Regions from separate parts of the Mus musculus genome. Here region 1 is linked to region 2. A link is a contact called in public HiChIP or PLAC-seq data. All regions are on one chromosome and are shown on one strand. The core of a region is the stretch at or near the end of the contact, and the rest is flanking DNA. Distances in the headings are between cores, read along the strand shown. Region 1 overlaps Ces2h (carboxylesterase 2H). Region 2 holds the start of Ces2e (carboxylesterase 2E).

Region 1 (3,832 bases), core at 642-3,141, 84 kb after region 2:
CCCATCGGCCGAGTTGACGTCACGGGGAAGGCAGAGCACAAGTAGTCATAAGATACCCTTGGCACATGCGCAGATTATTTGTTTACCACTTAGAACACAGCTGTCAGCGCCATCTTGTAACGGCGAATGTGGGCGCGGCTCCCAACACCTATAGCTAAGCTACAGGCAAGTACTAAACAACATGACCACGCCCTCCGTGGCCATTTGACTCTAATGTATCATTGCCCTAGCCAGAGTGTTAGCATGGTTTTCTCAGAGGTACTCAAGTAAGATTACTTGCTCTTGGGAATAAAGGAGCCCAGTCCTGCCACTGAAACTAGAGCTGAGAGGTCACAGGATTCCTTTTACATCAAATATCTGGCCAGGCTGGGACAGTGGCATGACTCAGCTTTTAGGGGGAAGGAGAGAGCACTCTGTGCCTGCTAAGCAGTTTGCACCTTATCTGGAGTTAAGTGGACAGAACATCAGAGCATGTCCCTCCATCTCTATCCTCTCTCCCTCAAGGGCCCCTCCTGAAGGCCCTAATTCCTGCCACCCATTTCCACTCTGCCCAGGAGGAAGGCCACTTGCCTATCCTTCGTGCCTTACCTCCAATGGCCTTTTCCCTTGTATGATTCAATACCACTCTCAAAAGTCACCAGGACCCTCCAGGCAAGAGGTATGCTCAGCCTCCCAAATGGCTCCCCTTTTAAATGGTCCTTAGCTTGAGCCCACATCAGAAAGCATCATTAACAAGTCTTAGAAGAGCACACATGTGGAAGCTGCCCTCTTCTATCTCATCTGCTCCTGGTCCTTCCACAGGAAATATCAAGGTCCCTGGGACACACACACAGAGCTCTGGAGTTTATCTAAGAATGAATGAAGTCTCTGGCCCTTACTTACAACCAAAATAATTACAGATTCCCTCTATTTCTGTCATCACAATTTAACTCTGCCTAACACAGAGATCACCTCACAGTACGAGTTAGAGATCCCTAATACCACTCAGTAGAAGGCTTCACTTCAAAAATAATCAGTTAATTTGACAAGTCTAACGTTGTGGATGTTATAGCATATTCTTATCTATTGCTGTACCAAGCACAGCCAGCATGAGGCGTCAGTGGCTGGCAAATGGAGTTAAACCTCATGGGTAGAGATCTCTTTCCACATGAAACCCTGTGTGGACAGCATGTGACAGGGAAGGGGTGGGTGTGCCTTTTCACATGGAAATCTCAGCAGGTTGGATCGCGGTGCCAGGGGAAGTGGTTTTGTTTAGGCCGCAGTTGAGAGTTTGAAAATCCATGATCAGGTGGCTCACTCCAGTGAGGCTCTGTGGAGGTCTCCTAACTATGTCACAACACGCTGATGGCATTTCACAGTAGGAACATGTAGGAGAGAGCACTCACGGTGAAAGAAACAATCTGCCTTGGGAATGGCCATTGTTACTTCTGTCTGAGAGTTCTGTCTCTCACTCTCACTGCAAGACCTAACCTGCTTCAAAACTCCAGCAGTAATTCCTGTATGAAGAGACCCATGAATCAGGCTCCTTCCACTAGACACTATTTCTTAAAGGCTCCACTACCTTAACAGCAGCACCCTAGGGTAAGCATCCAGGATATGAACCTCTGAGGGACAAAATAGACCCACATCACAGCATATTATCCCAATCCCCAGATTCATGTCCTTCTCACAGTACAAAATATGCTCAGGCCATGCTTTTGGTCCCTTAACTCCTTTGGACATGATCCCAAAGTCCTAAGTCCCATCCGAAATTCAAGGAAAATCCCTTCTAGCTGGGAGTCTTCAAAAAACAACTTTGATAGTTGATAGTTGAAAAAGTGAATGTTGAAACAGGCACAGAGTAAACAGTCTGTGTGCCGGTTGGTTTTTGCCAGCCTGACACAATCCTAAAGATATCTGGGGAAAGGGAATCTAAACTGAGAAATGAATTCCAGCAGATTGGCCTGTAGGCAAGCCTGTGGGAGCATTTTCTTGATTAATGATTAATGTGGGAGAGTCCAGCTCATTATGAAAACTGCCTCCCCTTATTATATGTAAGAAAGCAGGCTAAGCAAAGCATGGAGAATAGACCAGTGGATGGGTTTCCTTCAGGGCCGCTGTTCTCAACCTTCCTAATGCGGGGACCCTTTGATATGATCCTCATGTTGAAAGATACCTAACCATAAAATGATCTGTTGCTGCTTCATAATTGTAATTTTGCTACTGTTATGATTGCAATGTTCATAATCTGATATGCAAGATATTCACAGGTTGAGAACCAGTGCTCCCAGGTCTCTGCTTCAGTTCCTGCCTTGAGTTCCTGCCCTGCCTTCCCTTCAGGACTGTAAGCTGTAAGATGAAATAAACCCCTTCCTCTTCCAAGTTGCCTTCAGTCATGATGGGCTTATTCTGTCTTGTTCTCTTTTGTTTTTGTTTTTGTTTTTTATAGCGATAGAAAGCTGACTCTAACACTTCCATTGCAAAAGAATGAACAGAAAAATAGAAAAGAGTGTCAGGGCCCAAGAAAACTCAAAAAAAAAAAAAAAACAAGCAGGAGAGATAGTCTCTCAAAACTGCAAGTCCAGCATGCTGTACTCATGGGAACAGGCACTGGACCCCAGAGACTCAAGTGTCCCCATCCATGTGACACTGCTTGCTATACTAGTTACTTTTTTTTATTCCTGTCACATGACCAAAGCAACTTATACAAGGAAGGGTTTATTTGGGCTTATAGTTTCAGAAAAATACAAGTCCAGAATGGCAAAGCTACCATGGCAGTCAGATGCAGATTTGGCGACAGATGGAGTGTAGAGCTCACATCTCACACTCTAAGAGACTGAAATTGAAAATAGTGCATAGTTTTTGAGACCTCAAAAGCAAGCCTAGTGACTTCCTCCAGCGAAACCACGCCTTCCAAACGAACTGAAACAGCGCCACCAACTGGGGATCAAATATTCAAACATCTGGGCATAAGGAGAGCATTCGTATTCGAACCGCCACCCTGGTGCTCTCTCACAGTGTGTGCCATGGCCTCCTGGCTTTCAGAGGCTGCTGCTGCTGCCAATTGCCTGATTTTGTATAGTTCCGGAATCTCAAAAGCCATGGTCCCACCCTCACAGCTAGCAAGGCATTCTGGGGGGAAACCTTGACATTGCCGCTGGGGTGGAGCCTCCCGGGGTTTTCGTAGACATCCCAGTGGAACCTACTATGAACTAATAGACCTGGAATTCTGTGTCCAGGTAAACACACAGAGATCTGCTGCTACTTGATCCCGTTTGGGCCAGTGTCAAGAGCCATCCCGAGGCTGGCTCAACCATGGCTAGCATGCAGCATCATACCGTAATCTAAGGAGCAGAATCCTAAAGCTACCCTGAACATTGAGCACGTGGAAAGCTCTGTTTTTGAACCTTCCAAAGCTTCCCTGTTTGTGCTAGTAGGCAGCTAGAGGGAGAATGTGTTAGCAAAATGGAGGATTTCTGTGATGTCTTCAGAGTGCTTTTTTTTTTCCCATTGTTACGGGGCGTTCCTCTGAGCCTGGCTTCCTTCTACCCATAGCACATTCTTCCGTGCCTTCATATACTTTTTTAAATTAATGATTTATCTATTTTTATATTATGTGTATTGGTGCTTTGCCTGCATCTATGTCTTTGGGAGGGTGTCAGATCCCCTGGAACTGGAGTTATAGGCAGGTGTGAGATGCCATGTGTGTGTTGAGAATTGAACCCTGTTTCTCTGGGAGAGCAGCCAGTGCTCTTAACCACTGAGCCATCTCTCCAGCCCCAACATCTTTTCCCACTTTGGTTTGTTGTTGTTGTTTTGTTTTGTTTTGTTTTGTTTTGAGACAGGGTTTTTC
Region 2 (3,879 bases), core at 949-3,448:
CACCTGAGCAACCTGATTCCTACTACTTCCCATCAAGCTCTTGTGAACTTTCTCAAACACAGGGTTTGTTTTGTTTTGTTTTGTTTTAGTTTTGTTTTGTTTTGTTTTGTTTTGTTTTGTTTTTTAGCTTAATATTTTCTTCTCTTTGGGCCAAGCTGTCTTCTATGACTGTATCATTCTTATCTCCTCCAGGCATGTTTGAGGACACTGGTGACCCCATATCTTTGCACCGAATCGGTGTGAAGGAGTATCTATTGCAGGTGTTTCAATAGAATTTGAGCTTCTGCTTCCCCCACTTCTCCCTGTTCCTGAGCTCACTCTCCACTTCTTCCAAGAAATGCACCTGAGAGTCTTCTTCATTCCACATATTTGCTATGGCCTTGGCAATTACCAACATGAGGGTCTCTGGATAAATGTGCAGTAAGTAACAAAGCCCATGGGTTCTACCACCCCTTCCCAGCATTCCCAGTTACTGTTCTATAGATAACTCCATGACCAAGAGTACTTGTGAAAGAAAGCATTTAATTGGGGGCTTCCTTACATTTCAGAGGATGAGTTCAGAACCATCATCCTGGTGGGCAGCATGGCAGCAGGCAGGCAGGAACGGAGCTGGAGCAGTAGCTGAGAGTTTACATTCTGATCCATAAGCAGAAAGCAGAGACTTGTCCTGGCATGGGTTTTTGAAACTTCAAATCCCACCCCCAGTGACAAACCTCCTTCAACAAGAGCACACCTCCTAATTCCTCCAAAACAGTCCATCAACTGGAAAGCAAACATTCAAATATATGAGTCTGTAAAGGCTATTCTCTTTCAAACCACTACACCAGTAGAGCTGAGAAAGTCTTGTATTAAGAGGAAGCACCAGGAAGCCCTGAAAACTTGAAGATGCTGATTCCTTGACCCTGAGAAAGAAGGAACTGAAGACGACCTCGTAGCCCTACAGCGCATCAGTTTCTTTGCTCAAGGAACTGAGAGGAGGGAGAGGAGCAGCCAGTGAGGGCTGGGACAGCAGACTGGTCAGGAGTGCATTGCAGCCACTACATTGAAACAATAGCCAGTGTTGGTAGGGAAAGGCTTGGCTGTATCATGCTTGCAGAGACAGAGAAGCCTTAAGGATGTAGCTCCGCCCGCAGTGCTAGGCCCATAAATTATCAGGATCTGGAAATACAGAGTGAAGGCAAATTCTCAGACTTCAGGCTTACTTTGATCCCTGTATCATGCCCTCTAGGAGATCCGTTGGGCATTGTGGGAGCTCCTAGTCCTGTACTCTTTGGTGTGTTCTGCCAGGGTTCTTTGTGATTATTACACACCTAGTGTAGACCTGTACCTTTGGCTTTATCATAGACTCTGAGAGCTCAGACACTGAGAGTTCAGTGTTAGACTAGCAGGACCTGAGTAAATGTTTGCTAAGTGAAGACCAGGAGATGGCACAATGTGCCAAGGAATTTTCAAAAGGCCAGAGACCTAAAATGGGTCCCCTATATCCACATGGTGGAATGATCTGACTGACGGAAGAGGCATTTCACATGTGTGGCATGGCATTCACACATGCATATAAACACATGCACAAGAAAGAAAGAAATAGAAAAAAATGGAAAGTGCTCCTTAAGTAGATAAAGAACTATGAAAGTTGATCTCAGCAGGAGCTGGCTAAAAGAGGAAACATATATTACAGAGGTGGTGTGAATAAGGAATGAGACTTGCGAAGTGCCACATTGTGGTGTTTCAGTGAAATAGCCAGGACACATGTGGAGGGGTCCATATAGACCCTAAGATCACTGTAATGGACATATTCTGAACACATTCTCTCCCTCCTTCCCTCTCTTCTCCCCCTCCCTCCCCCTCCCCTCTCTTATCTTGAATACATACCTACTTGAAGAAGCCCCCCAGGCTGTCTCTGTTACAGATTCCTGTTCTCTGAACTCCAGAACAACACTAACATCTGCCCAATGAGTACAAGGACAGTGATCATGGTTTGAATTGACTTAGGCTTGAATATAGGACTCCCTGTGTTACAGAAGGACTTCAGATGGCATGATATACCTTTCTAGGAGGCCAAAGAGCAGGAATAGAGATTGCTTTGGCTTCCTGCTGGCCTGCTCTTCTTTGGCAATACGAACTTTGCCCCGCCCTAGTGAATTTCCTGCCTACTTTATTTTAGGTCCAAATTCCTGCCTAGGCAAGACCCACATCTTTTATTTCCTGTCCATAGCACACAGATATCCTGGAGCAACACAGACTCAGATCTAAGAGCTGACTATGCCACTATACAAACTTCTTGGATGGCTGAATGCTGTGGCCTGTGGGGTCCTGCTTCTCGTTCTGCATGTGCAAGGTGAGAGTCATTCAGTGAGCAATGAGGAACAGGTCAGAGCTGCTCAGTTCCTCGGAGTCAGCAGGTTCGTTTGTGGGAGGGAAGTCACCAGGGAGGGAAAAGCTGGTAAAGATGGCAGATAAAAAGGGTGGAAAATGTGTGCCTCCCAATGCCTTCACCAAAGCCCACAGAGTGAACCCTGCTGCACATAGAGGGTCAGCAATACCTATGAACACCCCTTTCCAAAAACAATCATTCCAGTGGAAGAAGGGCTAAGAAGTGCTGCACCTGAAGGTTAGAGGAAAGAGAGCAAAGGTATCATTTCCTCTCTCCCTGTGTGACTGTGGCTGCTACAGACCTTTCGGTGATGATGAAAAGAATACATCCATGCTGTCAAGTGGCTCTGAGCATGTCTCCTCCTTAGAGACATGCCCTGCTACCATTCAAAAGGAGTATAAGTAATGTTCCTGGCTTGGGGGTTATGTAGAAGCTCCTACTCGCACATCCCACACCTGAGCCTACACACCCCAAATTCCCTTCCCCATGGGCACTTAGTGAAAATAAGGTGGGAATAAACCATGTAGTGGCAACTGCCTGGGCAAAACTAACCATGTTGGCATCTCCACCCACAGGTCAGGACTCAGCCAGCCCCATCAGGAACACACACACAGGCCAGGTGAGAGGCAGCCTTGTCCACGTGAAGGACACTGACATCGCTGTTCATACCTTCCTGGGAATCCCCTTTGCCAAGCCTCCTGTAGGACCACTGCGCTTTGCACCTCCTGAGGCCCCTGAGCCATGGAGTGGGGTGAGGGATGGGACCTCACATCCAAACATGTAAGTTTTGGACCTAGACAATTGCAGGCCGGGGGTAAAAGCATGCTTTAAGCTCTGGGAGCAAATGAAATGCTTCCTTCTTCTCAACCCCATAGAAGTTTTCTGTCTATGATGTGCAGTGCGTTGTGCATTTTTAGATACATAGCTAAGGCTTCTAATAGAAAAAACTTTGCCAGTCTCCTGGGTCAAAGATCAGTTCCTATACGTTATCTCTCAGTTTTGCAGTGAGAAACAGATATGAATGGTTCCTAGATTCAGAATATGCCAAGTGATCTCTGCCACCATAAATGAGGTCTATGGACAAAGGTCAGTATAAACACCTTAACCAGCAAGAGCCCAGAGTCAAGTATAATGTACTATAAGTCTCTCAGGAGGGCAGCAGTGATGTGTCCTTTCACAACTCCAGCCTCTACAGTTCCTCATACAACCAAAGGAGCCAAGTGCCATTGTCCAAAGAAACATATAAAACCTTCCTCTGAAGATTACGTGTGAAGTAGAGGTCCTGAGAGTTTCTGGAAGTAGGGTAAAGAACATCCCATGGGTCTTTGGGACATTGTTTTTGGGACATTGTCCACTGCACCCCTTAGTGCCTGTGTAGGTATTGCACAACATTATCTTGGTATCTTCATTTTGTTTCTTGTAGCTGTGATAAAATACCTGGTAAAAAGCAGGTTAAGACAGAAACTGTTTATTATGGGTCACAACTCCATGTTACCATAGACTACAAG

Evidence for each region. HiChIP or PLAC-seq counts read pairs in DNA pulled down with a chosen protein or histone mark.
Region 1: a contact with region 2 is called in an H3K4me3 HiChIP or PLAC-seq map of intestinal villus epithelium, with 6 read pairs. The contact joins the enhancer-like site here to the promoter of Ces2e in region 2. A contact is called at or near these places in 4 of 39 promoter capture datasets (embryonic stem cells and liver), 1 of 484 Hi-C or Micro-C datasets (nephron progenitors), 2 of 115 datasets of contacts at active chromatin or transcription factors (intestinal crypt epithelium and intestinal villus epithelium) and 1 of 9 other capture datasets (adipose tissue).

The regions. Positions count from the first base shown.
Region 1 is chr8:105,008,365-105,012,196 of GRCm38.p6, forward strand. All of the region lies in intron 1 of Ces2h (carboxylesterase 2H), which reads left to right. Among named protein-coding and RNA genes, the nearest start is that of Ces2h, 9.5 kb to the left of the region's middle. Within about 2 kb of position 1,892, at least 9 of the 459 cell types and tissues checked have an H3K27ac peak or open chromatin away from gene starts, as enhancers often do. A contact at or near this core is called in intestinal crypt epithelium, intestinal villus epithelium and liver, where this site is marked.
Region 2 is chr8:104,924,062-104,927,940 of GRCm38.p6, forward strand. Ces2e (carboxylesterase 2E) reads left to right here and starts at 2,199. Exons shown (of 12, transcript NM_172759.3): 1 at 2,199-2,335; 2 at 2,947-3,151. The coding sequence starts at 2,260.